3 separate regions of the Mus musculus genome follow, and all the other regions are linked to region 1. A link is a contact called in public Hi-C and Micro-C data. All regions are on one chromosome and are shown on one strand. Each heading gives the region's core, a stretch centred on a gene start, on an enhancer-like site or on the middle of the called end of the contact. The rest is flanking DNA. Distances are from core to core; before and after follow the strand shown.

Evidence for each region. Hi-C and Micro-C count contacts between places; a contact is called where the count stands out from the background.
Region 2: a contact with region 1 is called in a Micro-C map of B cells, with 1.8 times the contacts expected there. The contact joins the enhancer-like site here to the promoter of Begain in region 1. A contact is called at or near these places in 3 of 39 promoter capture datasets (the C10 cell line, embryonic stem cells and hippocampal neurons), 1 of 15 datasets of contacts at CTCF or cohesin (large pre-B cells), 6 of 484 Hi-C or Micro-C datasets (the 63-12 cell line, B cells, the C10 cell line and 3 more), 4 of 115 datasets of contacts at active chromatin or transcription factors (embryonic forebrain, embryonic stem cells, forebrain and 1 more) and 1 of 9 other capture datasets (adipose tissue).
Region 3: a contact with region 1 is called in a Hi-C map of the Ba/F3 cell line, with 2.6 times the contacts expected there. The contact joins the enhancer-like site here to the promoter of Begain in region 1. A contact is called at or near these places in 1 of 39 promoter capture datasets (hippocampal neurons), 3 of 484 Hi-C or Micro-C datasets (the Ba/F3 cell line, the C10 cell line and the HPC-7 cell line) and 1 of 9 other capture datasets (embryonic stem cells).

The regions. Positions count from the first base shown.
Region 1 is chr12:109,066,046-109,070,992 of GRCm38.p6, reverse strand. It overlaps Begain (brain-enriched guanylate kinase-associated), which reads left to right and starts at 2,776. Exons shown (of 7, transcript NM_001163175.1): 1 at 2,776-2,867. The coding sequence starts at 2,826.
Region 2 is chr12:109,434,531-109,439,477 of GRCm38.p6, reverse strand. No RefSeq gene overlaps it. Among named protein-coding and RNA genes, the nearest start is that of Dlk1, 16 kb to the left of the region's middle. Within about 2 kb of position 2,432, at least 94 of the 459 cell types and tissues checked have an H3K27ac peak or open chromatin away from gene starts, as enhancers often do. A contact at or near this core is called in the 63-12 cell line, B cells and pro-B cells, where this site is marked.
Region 3 is chr12:108,761,021-108,765,967 of GRCm38.p6, reverse strand. Gm33682 (a long non-coding RNA gene) reads left to right here. Exons shown (of 2, transcript XR_381914.3): 1 at 1-3,207; 2 at 3,891-4,237. Among named protein-coding and RNA genes, the nearest start is that of Gm33682, 3.9 kb to the left of the region's middle. Within about 2 kb of position 2,252, at least 84 of the 459 cell types and tissues checked have an H3K27ac peak or open chromatin away from gene starts, as enhancers often do. A contact at or near this core is called in the Ba/F3 cell line and the HPC-7 cell line, where this site is marked.

The sequences.
Region 1 (4,947 bases), core at 1,527-4,026:
CCTTGGGACCAGAAAGTTGGGGATCTGGACAAAGCTGAGGCCATTCCAGGAGTTCTCCTCACTGGGATGTTGTCTCTTGTTTGATGAGGATACAGTAAGCATGTCTGTGGGTGGATGGAGATGGAAGGGCAACCTGGAGACAGAAGAGACTCCTGAGCCTGAGGTGGGAACCAGGTTCCTTGCTGTAGGTTTGGGGAGACAGCAGGAACCTTGCCTGTAAGACCCACAGTGTGGCAAAAGGCACAACCCTGTGACGGTCTCAGGTGTGCAGTGAGTGACCAGAAAGGAGGAAGAGGGACCATGGATGAACGGGCCTCACTGAGACAAATGCTTCGCTGGGGTGGGGTCTCTCCTGCGGCTGGCCAAGTCCAACAATATACTTCTGGAGGAACAGCCGGTCTTCTGCTCCCTAGATGGCACAAGTATGCTGGGACAGTTATGGAACCCTAGTGTCCAGACATCTGGAAAGCTGATGAGGGTTGGGGACAGGAACTGAGGACCAAGGCCTCTACCACACGGGGTAGTGTTCCCCACGTCCACCCCAGCTGAAGACAGGCCTCCTCTAGGAAGTTCCTCCTGGGTTACTATGCTCTGCTGTTCTGAACGCAAAAGCCCTGGGCTCTCAACTGTTGGGATGCTCTTCAGGTGACACCCCTAGGCTTTCCTCTACCTGGGAGAAGGTCAGACATGGATAGGGGCACTGGGCCAGACGAACGATGTGCTCAAATCCTTGATCAGCTTTCTCCTTGCTAGTGGCCTCTGGGAAGGGGCATAACCTCTAAGCTTCCGTTGTACTGTCTGCAAAGGGAGCAGTACCACCTTTCACATGGAGTGTGACAGGGACAAAAGACCCACAGCCAGGGACAGCTGTCTCCCTGTCCCCTCCCACTGGTGGGAGATGAAGGGAGTCTAGTGAGGGAGGGATGAAACAAGACCTTAGGAACAACTCTAGAGTTGAAGGTTGAAGCCTTCCCAAGCAAGCCTGGCCTGAGTCTGAAGACTTCCGAAGTATAGCAGGCAGGAGCCATTGGCCCCTCCCCTTCCTCTCTAGCCATCTGTGCATTGGCAGCAGAGGAGGCAGGGCAGAGGAGAACAGCGTTCTGGCTTCACCTGAGCAGGACCCATCTCTAAGGGAAGGCTACAGCCCAGGGCAGGAAATATAGACAGAACCCAGTTCTATGGGCTACATCTGTGTTCTCTGTTTTTCCCTTCAGGCCTTTGGAGGCCTGTATGGGGGAAAGTAGGACTTTAAGGACTGTTCCATCTCTGTCAGGAGGACCGCAGTGATCAGGATTGGTGGCCCATGCTACCTCTAACTTCAGCATGGGTTAACTCAGATCCCCAGAGCAAGAGACACATCCACAGTGAGTCAGAAGTTAGCATAAGCTGGCCACCGTGGGCCAGGGCTGCCTTCTTGTACCTGCCTCAGTTGTGGTCCATACTCCTAGAGTTAGGAGGAGCATCCTGAGGCTCACTGAACCCTCCCCTTCCACACCTATTACAGAGTAATGTCCCTGGGGAAGATAAGGGACACTCCTAACTTCTACCCCACCCCCACCCCCGTGTCTGCCTGTTCCTCCTGGAGACTCACTTTTATTGCCTCTCTCTCTTCCTTCGCTGTCAGCACACTTTTCCTGTGCTGTCACAGTGCCTGAGTGCACCAGCTACTCCCCTAATTAAAGGAGAGAGAAGCTGCAATGTACACAGCACATAAGGCCGAGGGGTGGATGGTGGTGACAGCCCCGTGACAGCATGGATGTCCTCGCTGCCCCTGGACCGTACACTTAAAGGTGATTAAAATGCTAACTCTTGACATGTATGTTTACCACAGTACAATGTCAACATACGTGCTGTAGTCGCTGCTAGTATCCCCTTATCTCCCTCGGAAACCATTAACACTCAACCGTTCAGCCCACAGGCCCTGAGAGAAGCCAAAGGTAGGCTCTGCTGTCTTTTTCCCCCACCCCAGATCCTTCCTGGCCCCATGTGATTGACTCTACTAGACTGGAAAGATGCTCCCGGGGCAGAAGGGGGACCCTGGTTTCTCGGGACTTATGCTAGTTAGCTTCCATACGTGCTCCAGTTTGGTTGGGACTATCAGCACCACTATGCCAGTGTCTCACCCAGGGCCAGAATAACCTGACAAGTCCTGAGCGCTACTGGGGCCAGAGAGGGATGCTCTACCACAGTCACAGTTGCCCTCCTGAAGTCATGATTCCTTTTGGATTACTTCTTGGAAAGAAGGAGCCCCTCCACTATTATGGAGCTCCCAGACAGAGATTTACAGGCCAGTCTTGGAAGTATATAGGGGGGCTGCTGCAGTTTAAGGAACCCATGACAGGTATGGGGGCTAGGCATCGGCCAGAACTTGAAGGGCAGAGCAGTGGACTACACCCTTGGAAGTCACTGTCCTGTCTGTAAACTGCAAGGTCCCTGAGGGCAGGGACCTGTCTCTCACTGCCAAGTCAGTCCCTGGGGACCTGAGTGGCCGGTACACAGCAGGTACCTACTAAATGCTGGTACCCCACCCCCAAGCAGGGCCCGGGACACAAGGCGTTGCACCCCACACTCCTCCATTCATGCCCGCCGCCATTCATGCGCGCGGGACTCATTCACCCCGCGCGCCGCCATTCCGCGCCCTGTGCGCCCCGCGCCCACCACGTGCGCCCTGCCCGGCGCGGCGCGGGGAAGCGCCGGAGCAGCCGCGGCTGCGCGGGGCCGGGGCTGGCGGGGAGCCGGGCCGGGGGCGGGGGGCGGGCGCTCCCTGCGGGAAGCGGGGCGCTGGGGAGCCCCGGCCGCGGGCTCGGGCGCGCAGAGCCGGGGCCATGTGGACGGGTGGCCGGCGGCCGGGCCGGCTTCGCCGGGCGGTGAGTACCCGAGAGCCGGGCTGGCAGGGCGCGGGGCGGGGCTGGGCGGCGGGCACCACGCTGGGGCGGTCCCTGCGCGCGCCCGCGGCGGCCCTGGGTGGCGCCGGGGCCCGGGGCCCTCGCGCGGGGCGGGGCGGCCGGGCCTCCGCGGCTGCTTTGCGCGTGCGGCCTGAGGACTTGCGGAAGGCGGGTGTAGGGGGCCCGGCTGAGCCCACCCCGTTCGGGGGGCGGCCCTGGAGAGGCCGCAGAGCCGGAAGGAGACTGGCCAGGGACCGCTTCCCGAGCGTGGGCCGCGCGTGGGCCCGCGCATGCCTCGGGCACCTTCATCTCCGGCCGCCCTAGCAGGCCGCCAGCAGTCCTCCCCATGGACAGGCGAGGAAACTGAGGCTGGGCAGGCAGGGCCACTCTGCAGGCGCTGACCTGCTCACAGAGCCCCTGCACGTTGGCTGGGAATTTCTGCCCCTAGCATTTCCGTTTCCTGCCTGGTTTAGAGGTGTTTCATTCCTCGTGTGTGCCCACCCCATCAGAACAAGGTTCCTTTGGGGCAAGAGCTGCGTGGGCGACATCTCGGAATCTCCTGAGGGAGCAGGATGGGAGCTGGGAAGGTCCCCTGGAGCAAGGGCTGGCTGCAAGAGACAGACAGGAGCCATGCAGGTGTGCAACCCTGATGCCCAGGGTTGGTCCACCAGTGCAGTCCCTGGGCACATGTGGGGGACATCATCTTTCTGGATTCCCTTATCCTGAGGTCCCAATACCCTGGGCCCCTGGAGGCCATGGGATGCTCTCTTAGGTTCTCTGGGCCTCAGTTCCCCCACTGTCCAGGAGTAAGTGGTCTTTGCTACTCTCAAGTCTAGGCTATGAGAAGGTCTCTAGGAGGAAGCCCCTTTTCTGTGCTGTGTCTGGGCAGCCCAGTAGGGCAAGTGGCCTTTGGGGACGGCTCTGCCTGGCATCTGTGACAAGCAGGGCGGGGAGGCAGCAGCAGGGCCTGGCAGCCTCCTGCAAACCCTTAATTTTCCCACAGCTCACTATAATCAGGGCGGCTCTGGAAAGCAAGCACAGTGGCAGATGCAGGCGCAGGGCGAGGGGCTCCTGAGCAGCACCAAGGACCCTCCCAAGTTCCTGTCTCACATGTGTTCATTCCTGTGGCCTGCTCTGTGTGCTGGCTCCTGAGTAGTGAAGTGGGAAGTCAGGGATGCCTGGGGCCATGGCCTGTAAGAACTTCTCATAGGCTGGAGGTCAGGTGAGGGACCCACATAGGCCAAGAGCAGAATTCAGTGTGAAGCAGTCCGGACAAGGACTTACTTTCTCTTTCTCTCTCTGTCTCTCTCTCTGTCTCTCTCTCTGTCTCTCTCTTCTCTCTCTCTCTCTCTCTCTCTCTCTCTCTCTCTCTCTCTCTCTCTCTCTCGGCCTTGAGCATCTGGTTGGCCTGCAGTGGCTGCCATTTATAGAATACTGACTGTGTACTGGGTATCGTCATTAGCACCATCCCCGTAGCAGCATCCCGGAGAGTGAATGGACGGATAAGTGAATGAATGAGTGGATGGGAGAGAGGGACAGCAGTCAGTCAGCAGGGCTTGGACACAGTCCACAAGAATTCCCCACAGCTTCCAGGAGAAGACCCACAGGCTAAGCTGGGGGAGATGAAGTTAGCACTGGGTTAGCAGGAAGAGGCTTGCAGGGAGTGAGAAGGCGTGAGTCTGAGAACCACAAAAAGCATCCTGCAGAAATGTTCAGTCAAAGGCCAGGGCAGCCCTTCCAGTTTAAGACTCTGATGGTCAGAGCTGCAAACTGTGTTGGTCCACAGTTGTCCCAGGGTCCCCTCTCACCTCCCATCCTGCCTCAGAACTCGTCATGTGACTAATGGAGAACTTTGGACAGGGTTTGAAGCCCTAGGTTCCAGTCTCTGTTCTGGGCTGATTTGCTGTGTGACCTCTACAGAGCCTGGTGTCAGAGGTCAAGCCCCTAGGACAGCCTGAGGAGTGACTCAGAGCAGTCCCCAGCAGGTGACTGGTGACTGGCAGCTGGATGGTGCTATCCCTGTTGGGTCAGTCTTAGGAATGGGCAGATGGGTGAATGGGTT
Region 2 (4,947 bases), core at 1,183-3,682, 370 kb before region 1:
TGGCATGCTCGCTGGTAAAGCCACTGCTCAGCACTGGGAATGCCACTGGCAAGTCTGGAAGGCTCTAAAGAGTGTCTGAACTGATAGCCTGAGTGTGGACTTCAGCTCCCATATTGGAGGAAGAAACAAGAGTTTTGAAAAGAGGATCGTGTCTAGAGTTTCATGTCTCAGAGCTAAGGAAACATAGATAGACACTAGCACGCTGGACACCCTTCTTGGCCCCTCTCTAACCTTGTTACTGGGCCTTTGAAGTGGGAGCAACGTGGAGCAGACCTTGTAAGCACATTCTAGTCTGCTACATGCCTAGTGGAAGGAAAATGTATGCGGGGAAGAACAGGCCACAACAACTGAAGTAGAGTCCCCAGCCCTGGGCAACAGCCCCGAGACGGACAGAGTACGCAGGTCAGGTCAGACTGTGTGAGCTACTCTAGCTGGGCCCCAGGAGAGCCACTAGGCCCCAGCAGGGCCTTTGGAAGACATCCCAGTGGAGGTAGAGATGGGCCTTGATAGGTTCAAAGGAGTGTGCCAATTCAGGGGAGGGGGAGGTCTTCCCGGCAACAGGAGGAAGCCCAGCCAGGGCAGGCCAGGCACCCGGGCGCCTGGCTATTTTGGGAGCTGAGTCTCAGAAGAGTGAGGGGAGCAGCTGTCCCTAAGGAGGTGAAGCTTGGAGGGGTCCCCAACATGACCTTACTGGGCATTGCCACAGGAAAAGCTCAGGCAGGTTCCAAGAAGTGAAGCTACAAGGTCAGAGCCTTAAGAAGCCCCAGCGGTCACCGTGGCAGCCATGGTGGAAGAAGGGCATGGCGACAGCTGAAAGGCCAAGGGGCAGAGATGGGGTAGAGGAAGAGGAGTGGGGTGCTGTGGGGCGTGGCTGGAGTAGGGAAGATAGAGGAGAGACACAGAAGTAGAAGTTTAAAGGCAGTTCTCCTCCTTAGCAAGTCCCCCTCCCACTCCTGCGTCTGTTCCGTTTAACACAGACAGGGAAAATACATTCACATATCCCCAAGATGAGTAGTGGTAAGATTTAAAAAAAAAAAGAAAGAAAGAAAGAAAGAAAGAAAGAAAGAAAGAAAGAAAGAAAGAAAGAAAGAAAGAAAGAAAGGCTCCAGACAGAACAGTGTGTATATAATGAACTCATTTATGTAGTGTGAAAGGGAACGTACCAGATCCACTTTTCTATGTATATGTTTACACAGACATAGATGTTTCAGGAAGATCACACAAGAAACTGTTACTGCATTCACCTCTGCTGAGTGGGCGGGGACTGGGGTGGAAGGAGGATTCACTCCTTAAAGTGTCGTGCGGAAGAGAGTCAGTGTTACTCTTTAAACCACTTCTAAAAGAAAAAGAAACAGAGTGGGGGAGATGGCGGCATCTGGCTTATATCCATACATGGCCGGATGTGGTTATCTGGAAGGCAGTGCAGGCCTGAAGGCCCCAGAAGGCTCGCCCTACTCCCCCTTTGCGTGCCTCAACTTTTCTACCACCCTGGGTCCCGCTGGCTCCCCGGGCAGCACACCTGCCCCGCCTAGCGCCCCTGCTCTCGGCGAGCTGGCTGCGCCCCCTGCCGGCGGGTCTCCTGGCCTCGCCTCGCCAACGTGGAGGAGGAAGAGGGCTGGAAGGCGCCTACTCTGCAGCAGTTACCAGTTCATCCCCGGGATGTCTGCATTTCCTCAGAGAGTGGCTCCTGTAGGGAACAGATAAGAGGAGAGCCGTTGTGAATGAATGCAGGCAAGGGGAGCCTATTCATTATCGTTTTCAGCCTAATGAAGCCCTCTGAAGGTTCTCTTCAGAGTGATAAATCCCTCCAGGGCCCCAGTCCTTCCAGTCACGAAGCCACAGGCTTGTCATAACTCATGTCCCAGGAACCATACTGCTTGTTCCAAACTTCCTCAATACAGGCTGCTCAGGAGGCCCAAGAGGAAGACCGATAACAAATTTTTGGAAGCACAGACGTTCCCAGGCATTGATTGTCCAGGCATTCTGACGGATAGTTCTGGGGGTTCACTCCTCCCCGTGGCCCAATCCTATCAGCCTTGGCAGTGTGGGGGCCGGGCAGAGGAAGCTGGCAGAGTCAGCTGTGTATGAGGAGAGGGGACCCAAAGACAGCCAGGAGTCTGTAACTGTGGTAATGGGCCGTCTAAAACGTGGGGGATGTGAGAGGGGTCCTTGTTCTCCCGAGCAAGGTATTTTTTTTGGGCAGTCATATGGGGTGGAAGGTGCCTCAAGCCTGCAGAGTTCCTCCCTCCCCAACTAGGCCCCCTGCCTTCCAGTCACTGCTCCTGACGTCCGTTCCCAGCAAACGCAGCCAGGTGGCTGGATGCTCTCACCCCTCATGGGAGCAGAACAGACAGCTACGTGAGACACAGTCCAGACTACGGCCTGTTCCATACAGTTTCCCATCCGTACAGCCAGGCTTGGCCAAATGGCTCCCTGGTGTCAGGGCGGTGAAGGTCTTCTACATCCCCTCAGCAGGAGGGGCGCACAGAAGAGGCCCGTTCAGGGGTGTGTGAGGATGCGGAAGGGAGCCAGAGGCCCAGGCAGGGGCTGTTTCTCTGTGTGAACATGGAAAGAACGAAGCCCTGCTTCCTCCAGTGGCTTCTTCACCCACACTGCCCACCCCGATGTGTGAAGGACAGTCTCACTTTGCTCAGCTCTTGTGGTAACATCGTTCCCAGACCTTTGTCCTTCCCTATACAAACATAAAGCTCTCCCTAATGTGGTTCTCTGAAGGCCAGCGCCACTTTCACACAGACTCTGCGGTGACACGGATCTGAGACCTTTGGCCCTTCCTTGTACAAACAAGGGCCTTTTCCCAGAGTGGTCCTCTGTCCCGTCCACCCCCAATTAGGGAACGTGGGATGTACATCGGTCTCAGCCTGCCGTGGGGCTACTTTGAACAGGACAGAAGAGATATTTTGGGCTCTCCCCTTCCTGGAAGCCTGGTCCTGGCTGCCACCCCAGGGGGATATATGAGAAGAGTCCCGAGAGGTGTGGAAAGGGCGGGGCGGGGCAAGGCAGGGACTGCTCCAGCCTAGGACTGGTAGTGCCACCCAGAGGCCTGGGCCAGTAACTGACCTGTGGGAATCTGGGGGGAGGGGTGTCTCTGGGCCAGGTGTGGTTGTGGAGAACAGGACAGAGAAGGATCCTGAGTCTCTCTTTATGTCTTCTGCTGCTGCAGCCATATCTACAAAGCCCGGAGATGATCCCTTCTATTTCCCGTGCGTGGCCCTCTGGGTCCAGCATAGGGGCAGAAGGGAGCGTGTGAAGGCTGGGGGTTGCCTTTGAGTGGAGACTGAGTGCTCTGGCCAGGGAGTTTGCCTTTCAGCTGGGATTTGGAGACAGAGTGAGAATTTAAAATGAGAAGTAACTGGTTGGCTTTGCTGCTGTTGTGCTATTTAAAGAAAAATCAGAGAGGGCAGAAGACTGAGAGACGAGAAAATCACACACTGGGACCCTTCAAGAGTTGGCCTCCTTGGGATCAGAGGACTGTGGCTGCAGTCTGGCACTGGGCCATCCCACAGCTCTCTGGGAGGACCTTCCCTGTGACTTCCCAGATGCCCAACTGTGGACCACCTCAGAGCCCAGACTGAGTGGGGTTGGCCTTTTATTCGAGACATGTGGGACTTAAAATTATATTTTATTTTTGTCTTTAAAAAGACTTATGAGCCAGGCGTGGTGGTGCACACCTTTAATCCCAGCACTCGGGAGGCAGAGGCAGGAGGATTTCTGAGTTCGAAGCCAGCCTGGCCTACAGAGTGAGTCCCAGGACAGCCAAGGTTACATAGAGAAACCCTGTCTTGAAAAACCAAAAAAAAAAAAAAAAAAAAAGAAAAGGACATATTTTATGTATATGAGTACACTGTACACTGTAGCTGTCTTCAGACACACCAGAAGAGAGCATGAGATTCCATTATAGATGGTTGTGAGCCACCATGTGGTAGCTGGGATTTGAACTCTGGACCTCTGGAAGACCAGTCGGTGCTCCTAACCACTGAGCCATCTCTCCAGCCCCACAAATTGTACTTTTAAAGGCAGGTATAGCATCATACTCCCGTGGTCACAGAACAAAGAAGGCTAAGCCAGAAAAATTGCCAAGAATTCATAACCAACCCGAGCTATATATATATATCAAGACCCGGCCTCAAAAGATGAAAACTAGGATCTGTTTTATTTCTAATTGTGTGTATGAGTGTGAGTGTGCATGTGAGTGCAGGTCCCCGAAGAGGCCAGAAAAACAGTGCTAATATAGCTGTGAGCTGCCATGTGGTGCTGGGAACCAAACTCAGGTCCTCTGACAAGAGCAGTAAGTACTCTGAACCTCCAGGCTATCTGACGCTCCAGCCCGAAGTCCCTGAACTGTCATGAGAAAATGCATCCCTGCTGGGGCTTCTCTGCTGACTGGTGCTTTTCTCATAGTTCAGACACATTCCCTATTTTTTCAAATGCCAGATTTATCTATATAAGATAATAGATTGTATGTGTGTGTGTGTGTGTGTGTGTGTGTGTGTGCACAGCCATGGGCAGGCACCATCTCAAACTTCATGAGCCCCCAGTCTAAACAGGGCACACTGTACCTGGCTGTGGATTTGGACCTCAGGCACCTATAAGGGGACCCTGTCCTTCTTTACCTCAGCTGGGATGCCTTTCACTGTTCCCCAGCCTGGCTATGCCTCTTGTTTGGGGGGACATTGGAAGACTGAGTAAGACTAGGAGAGCCACCATCACTCAGGGAGCTGAGAGCAGCCAGGCCTTGTCCCTGCCAGGACTTACCCAGAGGCTGGCCCTGACACAAAGCCACCTCCACGGCTCCTCTCACAAGCATCCCACACCCCGTCACTATCCTGCACCTATTTCCAACTCCCCAGCACAGCCCTTGGGTTTATTTTCAAACCATGTCCAGGATCTATCACATTCTTTCTGTGTCTCCCCCGGCCAATCTGAGCC
Region 3 (4,947 bases), core at 1,003-3,502, 300 kb after region 1:
CTGCAAACGGCAGGATCCCGTCCAGGAAGTCCTCAGCAGGGCGGGTCCTGGCTTACCAGGAAGTCCTCAGCAGGGCGGGTCCTGGCTTACTGATGTCACTGTCCCGATGGATGGCAGATTTACGGACTCAAATTGTGGGCAAAGGCTCAGCTCTGCCTCCTCTGGGACTAGAAGTTCAGTTCTCTACTAGTTGTGAAAGCGGTCAGGGCTGCTTTGGAGTGGGCTGGCTGTCCAGGAAGCTGATACGGAGGCCAGCTCTGGAGAAGTCAATGAGGCAGATATGGCAGGCTGTGACCAGGTAGTTCTCCTTGTTGGCTCTCTCATGTCTGTCTTTAAATTGACCAACCATAAAGTTTGTAGTAAAGATGGGGAGCCAACTGGGACAAAGAACAGATGGTGAAAAGGAAATTGACACAGGCAAAAAAACCAGCTCAGCAGCCCGGGCTTGCGGGGCTTGGGGGGCTTGGGGAATTTCCGGACTTTCCCATCTGCCTGCGACCAGAAATGTAGCAGAAGACCCAGGCTGGGGCAGGAGGCTTAGTCAGGCTTTCTGAACACTGGGCCACGGTAAGGAAAAGGCTCGGTCGGTTGGCTTCCCAGGGCCTCTATCCCTCAGCTGACAAGTTCTCGGCTTCCTTCCCTGTTAGGGGAACCTTTTCTTTTCATTGTGTAAAGGTATGTCTCCGTGTTTTTCGGTTGTTATTTCTGTACCTATAGACAGCCAAGTGCCGGCAGGATCCTGGTATTGTCATTTCAATGGCCCACCACTGGATTTTCTACTTTATAAATATTCGTCCTTCCTCATCGGCCTAAGGCAATCTAGAGTTGCATCACTCACTGCTGCTGATCAGTTGTAAGAAGGAGCAGGAAGGAGGAGGGTGGGGAAGAAGGCAGAAGCGGGCGAATCCAGAGCGGACATGGAGGGAACCCACACTGACCGCAGCAGAGCAGAGGAAGGAATAGAGCTAGCCGCGTGCCGGGGCATCACCTTAGGTTCACTGGTAACTGAAGAGTGTCCTAGGGGCTGGCGTGATGGCTCAGCGGGTAAGAGCACTGACTGCTCTTCTGAAGGTCCTGAGTTCAAATCCCAGCAACCATATGGTGGCTCACAACCACCCATTATTGAGATCTGACACCCTCTTCTGGTGCATCTGAAGACAGCTACAGTGTACGAATATATAATAATAAATAAATCTTTAAAAAAAAAAAAAGAAGAAGAGTGTCCTAGCTAAAGACCCACGCTTTAAACAGTTATTTATGCCACTGGCAGGTCGCAGAAAGTTCTGCTCTTCTTCCCCATCTGCCCCCTCAGCGCTTCTTAGGTTGTTAGCTGGAAAGAAAGGATAGGGACTGACCTCAGCCTCCAGTGGCAGGTGAGCACGGAGGAGTTTGGCTGGGCCTTGACCCTGTCATTATGGTGGCAAAGACTTGGGATGCCAGTAGCGTACCTCAGTTCTAGTTCAAAAGTCTCAGAGCCAGAAAAGCCCTGGTATAACTCAGCCCTGGGAACTCAGGACTACTGGGGCATTCAAGTCCTGGCAATACAAGGAAGACCTGTCTCTGAGTGCTGAGGGCAGGGCTGCCCTGGAGACAGAGACACACCCAGAACAGAACTCCACCAACTTTCTAGGGATTCCTAATCCAGTCAAGCCCATACTGACAGGGCTCCATGCATGGCTTTGGGCAATTGACCTAAAGTCTGAGTCCCAGCAAGTAGGCAGTTCTGGTTGTCAAGGGGAGTGTGATAATACATTTCTAGGAAGCACAGGGGTGTAAGAAGAGGTCTGGCTGTCAACAGGAGACCTAAATTCACTGGTCTCTAGTGTTCAATCCACTGCCCTTGGGTTTGGACTTTATGATGTCCATGAAAATACCCCAGAACACTCTAACCTGTATGTTTTCTGCTTGTTTCTATGTGGGCTTTACCTGTAACTTGCAGTAGGAGCCCCCAGATGTTCATGGACCTGGATTGGGGACAAAGCTCACCAGCCTGCTTCTGTAAGGATCCTCTGCACCAAAGGACAGGGCCACTTATAATCTGTGTCTTGCCAGAGCCTGGTATAGCTCGGAAGTAATAGCTAAAGTCCAGTCTCTCATTGCACAGAATAAAAAGCCAAATTTAAGCCATTCAGAATCTGTCAATGTATTGGGTCACGGTTTTCCTAGCCTTGACAGTGCATAAGGAACCCAGGGTGTATGCATATGCATGCAGATGTCAGAGGAGGTCAGAAGAGGGCAGCACATCCCCTGAGTCTAGAGTTAAAAGTGCTTATCAGCTGCTAACCATACATAGGTGCCAGGAGCCAAGCTAGGCGCAGGAGAAACAGTCCCAGATGTGGCGCGGCGGGGAGACCAGTTCAGCTGTGGCCTCATAGAACAATAGGCCAGGTCACTTCCCCCAAGACTTCCCCAGCCCCGAGAACAGCAGTCTAAGAGAGCGCACCACTGCAGTGCACAGGTACACACACTGCACGGGAGCCCACAGAAGTGGGAAGTGGGAGAGGTTGCAGCTGGCTGGCTGGGGCCCAGCTACAAGGACCGGCATGTTGCTTTCCAAAGAGCATTTCCAGGGTCCCTTCATGGAAAGAGCCTCTGTGGACAGCAAGATAATGGAGGGTGTAGACCACAGAAGGAAGCTACCTGATTAAGGATGATAAGGGGTGAAGCAGGAGTTGCTTTCATGTGGGAGGGACAGAAGCCCACTGGAGGAGGGGACACAGTGCAAATATTGCTAAGTGAACCTAGTAGCCTAGTAGGACAGCCCCAGTTCAGTAGGACAACCCCTGGAGCACCTAACCATGGTAGAGACCTGCAAAACCAGGAAGTGGGTGGCAGGCCTCTTCTACCTACTGCATGGTTCATGGGAGAGCACGGCAGAGCTAGCTTCCTGAAGCAGTCCTGAGCAGGGCCTCTTGCTTCTCCCTGCCTGCTTGGGTGGGAAAGGTTGCATGTACATGAAGAGATGGGTCAATAAGGCTGCCTTGGGCCTAAAGACAAAGGCACAGTAAGAACTGAGCCCTGGCAACCTGGCTTGGGTACCAAAATGGGATGCAGAAAGCTTTGGTGTTCCATGGAGGGTGGGTGAAAGGCATTGTAGGTCCCCTAAACCTGGCCATGAGATAACGTCCCAGTGGCTTCCCCCAGTACCCTGGGAGGAAGGCAGATCGGAACAGAACTGATTAACAGCTGTCTGGAAGGAAACCAAAGGTGAGTGGACATTCTCCCAACATTCCAATACACAACTTCCCTAAAGCCTCAGCAACTGATACTATTTCTTCTTGTTCTTCTTCTTGTTCTTCTTCTTGTTCTTCTTCTTGTTCTTGTTCTTCTTCTTCTTGCTCTTGTTCTTCTTGTTCTTCTTCTTGTTCTTGTTCTTGTTGTTGTTGTTGTTCTTCTTCTTGTTCTTCTTCTTTTTGTTCTTGTTCTTGTTCTTCTTGTTCTTTTTCTTGTTCTTCTTCTTGTTCTTCTTCTTGTTCTTCTCCTTCTCCTTCTCCTTCTCCTCCTTCTTCTCCTCCTTCTTCTCCTCCCTCTCCCTCTCCCTCTCCCTCTCCTCCCTCTCCCTCTCCCTCTCCCTCTCCCTCTCCCTCTCCCTCTCCCTCTCCCTCTCCCTCTCCCTCTCCCTCTCCCTCTCCCTCTCCCTCTCCCTCTCCCTCTCCCTCTCCCTCTCCTTCTTCTTCTTCTTCTTCTTCTTTTTTGGTTTTTGGTTTTTGGCTTTTTCAAGACAGGGTTTCTCTGTATAGCCCTGGCTGTCCTGGAACTCACTCTGTAGACCAGGCTGGCCTTGAATTCAGAAATCCGCCTGCCTCTGCCTCCCAAGTGCTGGGATTAAAGGCATGCGCCACCACCACCCAGCTTCTGATAGTATTTCTTAAAGATGTGTTTTTTATCAGGGGGCTCTGATGGCCCTCAGCACCTCGTCTGCTCTCCCCACCCCAATGCTACCCAGAGAAGGAGAGAGAAGAAGCTGCCCATTGGAGGAAGCCCCTGAAGGAGGCCCTTCCCTGGCCTCGGGGCCTGGAACAACAGGGGAAAATCAGATCAATGAAGGTTTGATTGATGACCACAGGATGGAGAAGCCAGAGGGGACCACACAGTGCCCAGACACTCCCAGGGGAAGGTGTTCACCTCCAGTCTGTTTTTCTGTTGTCAGGGGCACACTCAGGTGTTTTCTGCTTTGCAGATATTGTCTGCCCCTGGCCTTAAAAAATAAAAAAATATGTGTATTTATTATTTTTAATTCTCTCTCTTTCGTGTGTGTGTGTGTGTGTGTGTGTGTGTGTGTGTGTGTGTGCGGATGCTCAAGAGCTACAGGTGGTTGTGAGCCACCTAATGTGTGTGCTGGGAATGGAACTTGGGTCTTTGGACAGAACAGCAAGTTCTTTTAAACAGAGTCTTCTTGCCAGCCCAAAATAACCTTCTTAGCATGAGTGGTTCCAGTCCCAGCCTCTGGTCCTATTTCTCTTTTATCCTGTCCACCAGGAAGCTGCATGCCAACGTCACATTCACTTCCTCCCTTCGTTGACATTTGTACAGGAAATGCTGCTTGCATTTGTGACTCCTCCCTTCCCCCTCTTTCTTGCAGAGGAACTCAGGGCCTTCCACAGGCTGGGCCAGGGCTCTGTCAGCTTTGTCATAGCTACCGTAAGTCTTCTGGGGGTGAGACAGTCTTGGGAACACTCTCACTTGTTTTTTTCTGAGACGAGGTCTAAGTAGACCAGGCTGGCCTCACAGACATCCATCTGTCCTGCCTTCTGAGTGTTAGATTAAAGGTGTGTGTCACCACACCCTGCCTGATAGATTGCCTTAGAAGTCATGTGTGTTATGTAGGTATGTATGTGTGCAAGGACTGAGGTTTCAGACAGTGGCTTCTAAATCATTACAGCCTGGCCCAAATTCATCTTTAACCAAAATAGAAACCATCAAAACCAACATGTTTTTGCCAGCAAG